Regions from separate parts of the Ovis aries genome. Here region 1 is linked to region 2. A link is a contact called in public Hi-C data. All regions are on one chromosome and are shown on one strand. Each heading gives the region's core, a stretch centred on a gene start, on an enhancer-like site or on the middle of the called end of the contact. The rest is flanking DNA. Distances are from core to core; before and after follow the strand shown. Region 1 overlaps LOC114116191 (a long non-coding RNA gene). Region 2 overlaps ARMC2 (armadillo repeat containing 2).

Region 1 (5,678 bases), core at 2,748-5,247, 55 kb after region 2:
ATGTCACGTAAATGTCCTTTGATCCAGGGCCTAGGGAAACTGAACAGAGATCAGGAAAATGGGCTGTAAGATTCTGAAGGTACAAGCTTACCAGAGAGTGCACAGTGGTTGCCATAATGCATTAAAGAAACAAATCCCTTTCCTTCTCAGCGAGAAGGGCTTCAGCTGACATCCAAGGTGGACATGAAGGTGCGGGCAGCAAGGAAGGGCTGGTGGCTTTGGGGCAAAAGGTTTAAGTTGAGGCCGCAGTTGCAGCCTGAGGCCACCAGGGGGCACCAAGTGGGAGCACCTTAAATGGCTACCATGATGCAGCTTATCCAGAGGGTCATTTCCTGGGGAAGAGAACTTAGAGCACATGGGTTTTAGCATTTCCATTGATGGACACTTGGAGCCTAAAACTATTTTTGTTACTTTTTGTTTATCCTCCCCCAAGATGGCATGGACTGGAAAAGCAAGAATTACAATTACTCTCCCTTTCCAAAGTGCAGTTCAAAAAAGAACATTCTGTTTTTCAGGACCCCAGCTCTCTGTGAGAAATTCTATACTAGCATCCAAAATTAAGCCATGTTTGCCAAAATGTAAATTTCTTTTAATGGCTAATTTTTTTTTAAGTGACTGCTTATGTTTGCAGCAGAGAAAATAAGAGAAAAAGAGGTATAATTTATCTAAAAAAATAGCAGTTCTATTTTGGGGAAGGGATGTTACAGAGAACCAACGTAATTCTGTAATATTAACCTATTTTAAATTTTTCAAATGTCAAAAATGCAGTTTACATTTATTGCCACAAATTCAGTGAACATTTTTCATTATGCCCTAAGCAGAAAATTTGAAATTAAATGTTCAGCAATGTTCAAACAAATGAAGAAATCCCCTCCCCCAGGCCATCCTTTGACATAACTAGGACAATCCAATATAATAACTCTCTAAAAGGATTAATTCTGCCTAAAACCAGCTCCTGAAAAAAACCACATGGCACTTTCTGAAACATTCTTGATAATGTGAACACCATTATTACATTTACAACCCAGGAGCCTGGTGCTGACTCTGTCTTGGAACATTCTATGATAACGGTGAACAAGGGAGTCTTCACAATCAAGAGTCAAAGGAAAACCTAAATAATAATTAAAATATACAAAATAAAAGCAATAAGGTTGCATTTTACTTCTATTAAATTAATAAGATATTTTAAACATACTCGCTGCTGGCCATGTTGGAGCAAAAATGGCCCACATATGTGCTGCTGATGGCAATGCAAATCAGCAGGGCCAGGCAAAGCCATTCAAAGTGTTTATCTGATTCAATGATTGGCATTATTCATCGGAAGAACAATGTTTCACACCTGCTTAATGCAAAATTATTATAAGAACGTTTGTAAGCTTGGAAGCCTCCTAAATATCTACTGAAGGTGGTTGATGATTAGGCAAAATGTGAGGTACCCACTTAATGGGGGGATTCCCTCATTGCTCAGTTGGTAAAGAATCTGCCTGCAGTACAGGAGACCTGGGTTCAATTTCTAGGTCGGGAAGATCCTCTGGAGAAGGAAATGGCAACCCACTCCACTATTCTTGCCTAGAGAATCCCATGGACAGAGGAGCCTAACAGGCTACAGTCCATGGGATCTCAAGAGTCGGACACGACTTTGCAACTAAAGCACCACCACCACCCCCCCTAATGAAAAGCACAGGTATATGCAAATAAGACAGTGTTAAGAGGCACAAGTAGTTCTGCTGAGGCAGGGAGAGGGGCAGAATTGTAAATGCAGTTTTTTTCTTCTGCTGTTGAAAGTTTCCTTAATGTTACCATAAATTTATTTGTTGGCTTAATAAAAATGTTAAATAAATTGCAAGCAAAGTTCCTTACCTTTTGGTTATTTGTAAGAGGAGATACAGTCATGCGTATGACTGTGTCATGCATCTCTTTTTTCTTAACCTTTTTATTTATGCTTGACTTGACTTGGCTAGCCTGGTCTGTGATTTCTTCCACACAGTATTAAGTTACACCTACCCATTAGGCCCGGGGAAGGGCGACGGGAATTCTCAGAGTATGAAGCCATTTGAAACTGCTTAAAGAGAAAGGCAGTAAGAGCAGATTTCCAGAGGAAAAGTAGTAATCCTGAAGTCATCCCAAGGAGGACAACTGAGAAAGGAAGCCAGATCTGGCAGCAAGGCACAGCTCCTGGGGTGTTGTTCATGTGGTATTTTCTGTAAGGCGGGTGTAGCCCCACAAAATCCAGCCCCCTGGTAATTTGCAGTGCTGACTACCTACTTTTTTTTTTAAGTATTTATTTTTTTGACTGCTCTGAGTCTTAGTTGCAGCATACTGGATCTATTTCCCTGACCAGGGATCAAACCAGAATCTCCTGCATTTGGAGTGCAGAGTCTTAACCACTGGACCGTCAAAGAAGTCCCCCAATTACCTACTGATGCCCTACTGTAGTAGACATGGTTTTGTCTACCCAATAGCTATTCTTTATTTCTTCCTTGCAGAGTTCCTGGTAATGAACAACAGCACCATCTCCAGCTAGTTTAAGCTAGAAAGGAGTTTATTTATGGACTCTGGGAGCTCACAGGACCCCTAGGAGGGCTGGAAAACCAGGCTTGAAGACTATATAACCTGGAAAAATACCCAAATTATACTACCAAACTGCTCCAGTGAAGATCTGTGGCCACTGCTCACTGTAACATGGATGTGATGCACGAGATGTTACCACTTAGCTGTTTCTAAAAACTGCATTGTCTACCCAAAAGGTTCCCCCATCTTCATTGGAAAAAAGAAACTGCCGGCCCCTAGTTCCTGCCTTTGCTCAGTTCTAAATTCAAGTCTTGAGCAGGTGTATCTGGTTGGTGGAGTCCAGGTAACATGCCTGCACCCAAGCCTTCCTGCCAATCAGGAAGGAGAGTTCTGTTTCCATCTGGGACTCATACTGTGTGGAATTTCTCAAATATAAGGAGCCACCAATGTGACAGGTGTCCGCAAAATTTCACCCAACTTTTTTCAGTTGTCGATTTTACTCTTTGTGGCCACAAGGTTTAGGGAAGGCTGGCCTCATATCTCGATTACGCCAGTTGTGGCAATGCCATTTTCCTTCATGGTAACTGGCCCCAAAAGGCACATGACCCAATTCTGACCAATGAGGCACAAAAAAGACATCTGCTGAGGGCCTTCCGAGAAAGGTTTCTTAGCTCTTAGAGAGAGACACACGGACACAATGAGCCCTTTTTCTGTCTCTGGATGGTGGTATGTGGGGATCTGAACACTGGAACTGCTGCCACCGTACCAGGACTGACACCCTTATAATGACAAAGCAGAAAGGTGGAATTCATCTGGGTCCTTGACAATATTGCTTAGCCTCTGACTCAACCAAGCCATCCTGTCTCAGGATGACTTGCTGTGTGAAATAATCTTTCCTGTATTGTGTGAGCCAGGTGAGGCTCTCCATGCAGCCCAAAGTATCCTGAGTGACTCACTCTGTCCACTGCTGCAAGGATGACTGAGGATGATCAGGATCATAAGACATGGCCATCTTCTTGGACTGGAGGACCCTGAGGATGTATCAGCATAGATGAAGTGGACAGGGAATGTGTGATTCTGAGCAGCTTCCCCTTCTCAGAAGTGGACCCATCTGTCCCCTCACTGCAACAAAACCCTCTTGCCTCTTGTGAATTTCATTTCCTCCAGTATGTTCAGTAATTGGAGACACCCTGTCCTGCCACTGAGAAGGCTGAAGGAGTTCCTGAAGGTTCTTCCTGGTAGAAACTTCCTGTCACCACCCCCACTTCCATCCTCCACCCCCCCAACAGCCAGCGGCAGGCTCATGGCCTCACCTCAGGCAATCAGATTCTTTCTCTCTAGACCTGACCTCTCCAACCAAATGACTCAATGATGGAAAACAGTAGGCATTCATTCATTCCGGAAAACTCTCCCTCCAGCCCTACTATCTGGCCAGGACTGCTGAGTCCTTCCCGCTGCCTGGTTGCCCTAAACTGCCCTGGAGGAATATCTGTTCTGTTTCAGAAACCACAGAGTTCCCATGAAACAGAGATTTCAAAACTACCCGAGCTGCCCAGCCAGAGACATTCCAGTGTGAAAGCTTATACTCTTGAAGAACTTCCAAATTAAAACTTTATGAAAAGGCAGTGCTACGATGCCATCTTTTCCTCTAAGGACTGCTTCGGTGAATTTATACTGAGAGGTTCTTTACATATGAAAGCCATCTTTTTTCTTCTTCTTCTGGCCCTCCACCCCCAAATTGGGAGTTTAAATTATGAAATAAAAAGATTGATATAAACAAGCTGCTAAAATTAAACTCATCACAAAGTTTACACATGAAGAAATGGTTCATGAAGTATTTCTGTTTATAAATTTCAGGGAATATTGGTATCCTGGATCTTGCTTGTTGGGAACCTGAGGACAATTATTTGAAATATTTTAAAAAGTGTTTCACTTCCCGGAACTGTAATGAGTACCATGTGACATCCAAGGGCAAGAGAAATAAATATTGAGTATGTGGAAGAAAAAGAAAACCACTTTATCTCTTCATCTGCAACATTTTTGCTTACATAAAAATTTTTAATTGTAAAAACACATAGTATCCTAACCATTTTTAAGTGTATAATTTAGCAGAATTAAAAAAAATTAGCCAATTTAATGCTGGAGTTTATCAAACATATTCTTATACAACTTGCTAACATGAGCGGTTGTTAATTTTCTGATAAAATTAGCCTTCTTTAGTCTGCTCTCTGAGGAAATGTTAGTAATAAAGTTTAATACTGAGACCGCACTACAGTGATGACCTCTCTTCTATTTTTGAACACTGAAACAGATGAAAATGATCCAAGAAATAAAGAGAAACACATTCATGAGCAAAGCCAGTTAACTTCTCGTTTTAACCTCCAGCTAATTAAAAATACTACATAATGTTCAGTGGGTCTTGCTGTAGTCAAAAGGAATTGTATACTATTATATTTTTAAACTTCTATTTTGTAAAATTTCCAATGTATACAAAATGAACAGAAAATGAGCCCCCATGTACCCAACCTCCAGCTTAAACAGCTTTGTTTCATCTGTTTCTCTACTCCCCACATACATACTTCATTACAATTATTTTCATTCATTCTTTTAGGTAATTTCTACACACTAAAATATACAATTTTTCATTGTGCAATTGTGGCAAATGAATGCTCACACATAATCAATGTCCCTATCACAATATAGAACATTTTCATCTCCCCAGAAATTTCCCCTGTGTCTCCTCTTACTCCCATTCAGAGACAAGCCGCTGTTTTTATTTTTTAACTTGTGATTATTTTTGCCTGCTCTAGAACTTCACATATAAAACGATACTCCTTTGGATCTGCCTTCTGTTATTCAGCATACTATTTGTGAGACTCATCCATTTTGCTGAGTAATTCCTTTGTGTTTATTGTTGTGTAGTATCCCATTGTGAGAACACTGGCTCTTACGGTGGAAGAACCATTGTTAGATGGTATCTTACTATCTGGGTGGTGGACAGTGAGTTGCCTCCATCTTCTGCTTGCTTGCTTCACTTCAGTTGTGGCCCATCCTTTGCCCCTGTAGACAGTAGCCCCCAGGCTCCTCTGGCCGTGGGATTCTCCAGGCAAGAATACTGGAGTGGGTTGTCATTTCCTCCTCCAGGGGATCTTCCCAACCCAGGGATC
Region 2 (5,727 bases), core at 154-2,653:
AACTTCAGGCAGAAATGTAAATCGTATTAGAAACTGCAAATCATGATTACATTTCACACAGGCAAGATCTCAAGGTCTAAAACAAAGACTGTCTAGCCGGGGGTGGGGGGTGGGGGCTGCCGGGCCAGACACTCAGAAGCAGAGCTAGAGACAAAATCCACAGCCTTCCTCCTCTGACGGCCTCGCCCTGAGGCCCTCAGGCTTTCCAGGTGGCTCTAGTGGTAAAGAACCTGTCTGCCAATGTAGGAGACATGAGCGATGCGGGTTCGATCCCTGGGTCGGGAAGATCCCTTGGAGGAGGGCATGGCCGCCCACTCCAGTATTCTTGCCTGGAGAATCCCATAGACAGAGGAGCCTGGAGGGCTGTAACCCATGGACCTCAAAGAGCCAGACATGACTGAAGCGACTCAGCACAGGCACACATGGTGCTCACACTGCTTCACACATCACTGCCAGCACGGTCTTCTGAGGCAGCACCCTGCAGCAAAGCATGTGACTATAACACACTAAAGAAACAAAAACGAGAACTGGACTCCCACCAGCACAGGCCAGGCACTGTCACTAAATGAGTTTGTACAGTATCTCAGCTCTCAGAGCTCCCGAGGTTTAGGAGCTGCAGGAAAAGGACTGCAGACCACCACCTCCATCTTCTGGCTCATTACTCTTACAAATCTTCCCTGACACTGATAAATCACGGATATGGATCCTAAAAGTAAACACGACTATTCAAGCTGTATAAACAACATAGTTGCTCATATTCCCAGGTGTCGGACACACTCAAAGTCCAAAGTATGAGAAATAAAATCAACATACATCAAGGCAAGGGGAAAGCCCAGAGATAAGAAGCCAGACAAATAATATAATAGACAATCATCCATGACAAACTTAAACTTATTAGAAATACAGACTTCAATGAGTCCAAATTTCACTGATTTCAGTTGAAATCAGTTTTGTTTTTTTTTTTTTATACCTTCTATGCGGTATGCTCTCTTAAGCAGAACCATTCTGTGAGAAACCACAATTATCAAACCGTTTGTCAGGACAAACAAAATTGATAACATGTTCACCCCAGGAAGAGCCGAATTACAGGGGTGAGCCAGAAATCACAGAGCAGTTTGTTTAACCTTTGGAAAGGAAAGGCCCTCACAGGCCCTTCCGAGTGCTTCTGAGACTTGTTTCTTCTCAGAACAGAAGTTAGCCAGACACTGTGGCGTAAGAGTTTGCTTTCAACCCTCTCCCAGGAACCCCCGTGTGAGCTGGGGTGTCCAGCCATGGCCTTTCCCCTCACGCATCTCCTCCAACTCTGCTCTCCAAAGAAATCTGATTTTATACGCTAACCCAGCTCCTACCCTAGAAACGGAAGCCTGGAGTCATGTGATCACTTTTTAAGATTGCCAGATGATAAATAAATAGAGTTTGTCTCCGTCTTGGGCAACAACCTAACATTCTAGAGAGCACTTTCATCTAGGTTCACACTTTGCTAAATATAAAAATTGTGATTCAACAGGAAATTGGGTAAGTCAAGCAGAAATTTCAGCATGTTTTTGGAAGATTTTGCTGTCTCAGTGGTTACAGTTCTTCACCACAGCTTTTGAGTTCGGGACACAAAAACTTGACAATGTTTATTGGCTGCTGGTTTTAGCATGCACATGTAAGATGCTTAGCAACAATGCTGACTGGGAAATCAGTCTAAGATTCTCCTGACTACTACAGAAATTCCTGCTGGTCACAAAAGTCATTTTACTGATAAGAAATTTGTTTGGAAGATAAGAAAATATTTTTTGAATTATTAGCTTGGTTTCATAAAAGTTCATGTGCACCAAAATATTATACGAAGAAGGTAATGAACACCTGTGTGTCCACAAATAGTCTGGTCAAATATTAACTGTGTTTTCATTTTCTTCATTTCAAAGAAAGAAACATTATAGATATTGTTAATGCCCTCCGTGTGCCTCCCCCAACCATCCCCCTCCCCAAGGGTTACCACCACGCTAAACTGAATGGTTATTTTTATCACATTTACCACATAGATCTGTATCCATAACAACACATGCCTTTGTTTTTTTGCAGCTTAATTTTTTCATGTGATGTTATGTTTATATTCATTTCATTCAATATTATAAATGTACTCTAGTTCATTTTTCTAACTGCTATATCCCATTGCACAAAAATATTCTGTAGCATTTCTAGCCTGTGATTTACATTGTTACGTATTTTCTCAGTTTTAAAGCCTCAAAGGGCTGGTTTGATGCAGCTAATATAGTGTCATTTAAGTAAGCCATGATTTTGACTCCTTTTCAATCAACTTAAGAACTGTGTGGTCACGTTTTGCAACCTTCCAAATGCTTCTACAAAATAATTTCTGTGCAGTCATCAGTGCAGAATTATAAAATCATTTCTGTGTAGACTATAACCTATAGATGCTTGAGGCGCTGGAGTCGAGTAAGGGTAAAGTGCTAAGACTGTTGTGAAAATAATAAACATTTATAAAAATAAATGCTGATGTGTGACCAAGCTGGCTAAAGTTCCTGGAAATTTCGGAGTGAGGCAACATCAGACATCTTTAAAGCAAACGATTATCCTACAGATGGAGATGCTGAGGACAAGATGCTGGGGACCTCTAAGAACACAGGAGCCTCACCTGCTCTAATGTCCAGCCTGCTCTGGTCTGGGCTGCGGGAGCTTGAGGAAGCCCTCGGACGCCTCTTCCCCTGGTCTCTGTGAGGAAGATGAATACACACAGCACTCAGCACAAAAGCCAAAGCAGTTCTCTTTCTGTGTTAAGAGTAGGCTAAATACGATTTCTGAAGAAACCACAGAGAATTGCTTATGAAATGGAGTTTGGTGCTCTTACTACCTCATTTTAATCAACCTCTGATTTTCAGCTGAGACTTACCTTTTAAAGACAAGTCAGATTTGCCTTACAATACAAAATACAGTTACTAGAAACAACAACAAAATAAATCCAAAGTTTGCTTTGCAAACCAAGAAAAACTGATGAAGGATCTGTACCACAAGAGGTCACTGTTACAATAAGAAAGAACTCTGCTGTGCTTGAATCAAAAAAGCCTAGCATTCAGGAGACCTCTTTCTCTCACACTCTGGTGCACTCGTGCTGCTGGCAAGAAACCTGTTCCCAGTTAGATCAGATGTGCCCAGGAATCACACAGGGGCATCAGATCTGGAACCCAGGTTTCATAATGTCCAATTCACTGCTCTTTCCACCAAATCGCTATGTCTCCAATCTCTATTTGAAAATTAATTAATAGCCCATGAAAAAAATTTTAAAGAAATATTTGAAATGTTAAAAAATAGAAAATAAATTCAGGCAGTCCCCAGATAACAAGTATTTTGCGCTTCAGATGAAAATTTGGTGGCTGGCCAACAGCAGAATTTTATGCTTAGGTTTTGTTTGGAAGGTTATATATAATGTAGAAATGGTCTATGAAGGACATAACTTCTCTTTAGCTAGAGCTGATGCTTAAAGTACTTACTTTTAAATATCTGTGCAAAATTCCAAGGTAAAAAAACACAAAACACTGAGAGATTAATAGTGCAAGTTTTACGACAAAATTTCATTTTTATCATCAGATATAATATTTGCCACAAAAATCATAAATGCACACACATGTGGCCATGGTCAGCCATAAACATCCGTATGTCTGTCTGTCCACTGCTCCTGCTGCTGCTGGGGTAAGATTCCCAGTGAATGTTCAGTGCTGTGTCTTGGCCCCTGGCCTTGACTGCTGCCCAAGGATTAGTTTCTCCAAATATCATTTTTTCCGTAAACATTTCCTTTTTTAAAAAACACTGGATTTAACATTTCCTCTTATCGTGCAATAGAGAAAAGATCAAGTTACTCTTCCCAGAGTCTGATTATTTAATACTCCAAAACAATTGCTTTATGTTTATACATAGCAACAAAACAACAGATCTGGTAGCAAGAAGTCCTGGTCAGTCAAAGAAAGAAATGGGGATGGAATCCTTTTCGTCAACACTCAAGAGTAGAGATCCAAATGGAGATCTCAATGAAGACAGAAATAAAGGAAATAAATCCTATGAAAAGGCAAAATACCAAAACTTTGGCAGGGTGTAAGGCCAAATACGTTCCCAGACTCAGCACTCCTAGAAATAATAAGAAAATCTGAGGACCATAGAGGCAAGCCTTTCTTTTCATCATTGTCCTAACAGCTGCTGAAGTCAAGCAGGATAGTTTGCACCTAATGGCCTCCCAAGTCGCTGATCCCTCCTCCCTGAGGACATGGCCATGACAAGGCTGCCCCCCTAAATACCACATTTGTGTGTCCCCTCTTGGGGGGATGCTTAAGAAGGGTCTTGCTTATCAACCATCAAACCTTGACAGTGTTGGATCCTACTGGTTCTCAAGAAGAGCTCAGGGTTGAAAGTGAAATTGTTGGTTACTCCATCCTGTCCAACTCTTTGCAACCCTATGGACTGTAGCCCACCAGGCTCCTCTATCCATGGGATTCTCCAGGCAAGAATATTGGCATGAGTAGCCATTCCCTCCTCCAGGAGATCTTTCCAACCCAGGGATCGAACCTGGGTCTCCTGCATGGCAGGTAGAGCACAGGGTTGGCCTTGGCATCCATTAATCCTCTGTGTGATCTTCACGGTGCAGTGCTTGAGGGGGTGCAGGCTCTGGATCCAAAGTATCTGGGATCAAAGGGGTCCAAACTTTGTCTGCCACGTGGCCTGTGCAACTCACTGAACCTCTTGGCCTTGGTTTCCTTTTCTTAAAATGAGGGCTATGTTTCTACTTAGCACACTGACTGCTGTGTTTGAAGAACTTAATAAATTGTCAGTATTCTTTTGCTCTTTTGTTCTGAGTCAACAAACACTTGTCTGAGCAATCCAGTGGTGGGTGTTACTGTGATAAACAACATGTAAGGTGTTGCCCAGAAGATGTTCAAAACCTGCTTCAAGGAACCAAAGAAGCTTTTATTTAAATGGAAAACTCTAATGGAGTCTCTAATCAAATACCAGAATGAGAAATTCAGCAGGTTATAAGGACAAGAAAAGTGCTGAGGATGGAGTGATTACTGAGAGGGAGAAGTGGACCACAGGGTGGGACTTAAAGGAACAAAAGTCAAACCAACACATTGACCACACTGCTCTCAGGAGGGGAACAGCATGAGCGAAGGTGAGGAGGAGTGGGAGAAGCCTGGTAGATAGGGCGTGTGTGGGGAGTGACTGCACAGGGTGAGTAATTTAGGAATAAGTTTCTGCTGGGAGGTATTGGGGACAGCCACTTGAAACTTTGGGTTGAATAAACAGACCCAATTTGATGGTCAGTAAGGATCTGCCCAGAGAAGGCAGTAGCAGCCCACTCCAGCACTCTTGCCTGGAAAATCCCATGGACGGAGGAGCCTGGTAGGCTGAAGTCCATGGGGTCACTAAGAGTCGGGCACGACTGAACGACTTCACTTTTGCTTTTCATTTTCATGCATTGGAGAAGGAAATGGCAACCCACTCCAGTATTCTTGCCTGGAGAATCCCAGGGACAGAGGAGCCTAGTAGGCTGCTGTCTATGGGGTCACACAGAGTTGGACATGGCTGAAGCGACTTAGCAGCAGCAGCAAGGATCTGCCCTAGGTTCTTAAACAAGGATATGATGAGATCTGAAGTTATGTGATGACAGTGGTATTTAGGAGACTTGGAGGGAGGTAACAAGGACTAATTCTTTGAGGGTGACGGTGGGACTGGAGA

The links. Hi-C and Micro-C count contacts between places; a contact is called where the count stands out from the background.
Region 1: a contact with region 2 is called in a Hi-C map of tail adipose tissue, with 2.4 times the contacts expected there. The contact joins two enhancer-like sites. A contact is called at or near these places in 5 of 16 Hi-C or Micro-C datasets (liver, muscle, omental adipose tissue and 1 more).

Annotation. Positions count from the first base shown.
Region 1 is chr8:28,634,139-28,639,816 of ARS-UI_Ramb_v3.0, forward strand. The region is part of intron 6 of LOC114116191 (a long non-coding RNA gene); the gene reads right to left. Among named protein-coding and RNA genes, the nearest start is that of ARMC2, 15 kb to the left of the region's middle. Within about 2 kb of position 3,998, at least 9 of the 54 cell types and tissues checked have an H3K27ac peak or open chromatin away from gene starts, as enhancers often do. A contact at or near this core is called in tail adipose tissue, where this site is marked.
Region 2 is chr8:28,581,873-28,587,599 of ARS-UI_Ramb_v3.0, forward strand. ARMC2 (armadillo repeat containing 2) reads right to left here. Exons shown (of 18, transcript XM_027972389.3): 6 at 2,642-2,718. Among named protein-coding and RNA genes, the nearest start is that of ARMC2, 37 kb to the right of the region's middle. Within about 2 kb of position 1,404, at least 21 of the 54 cell types and tissues checked have an H3K27ac peak or open chromatin away from gene starts, as enhancers often do. A contact at or near this core is called in tail adipose tissue, where this site is marked.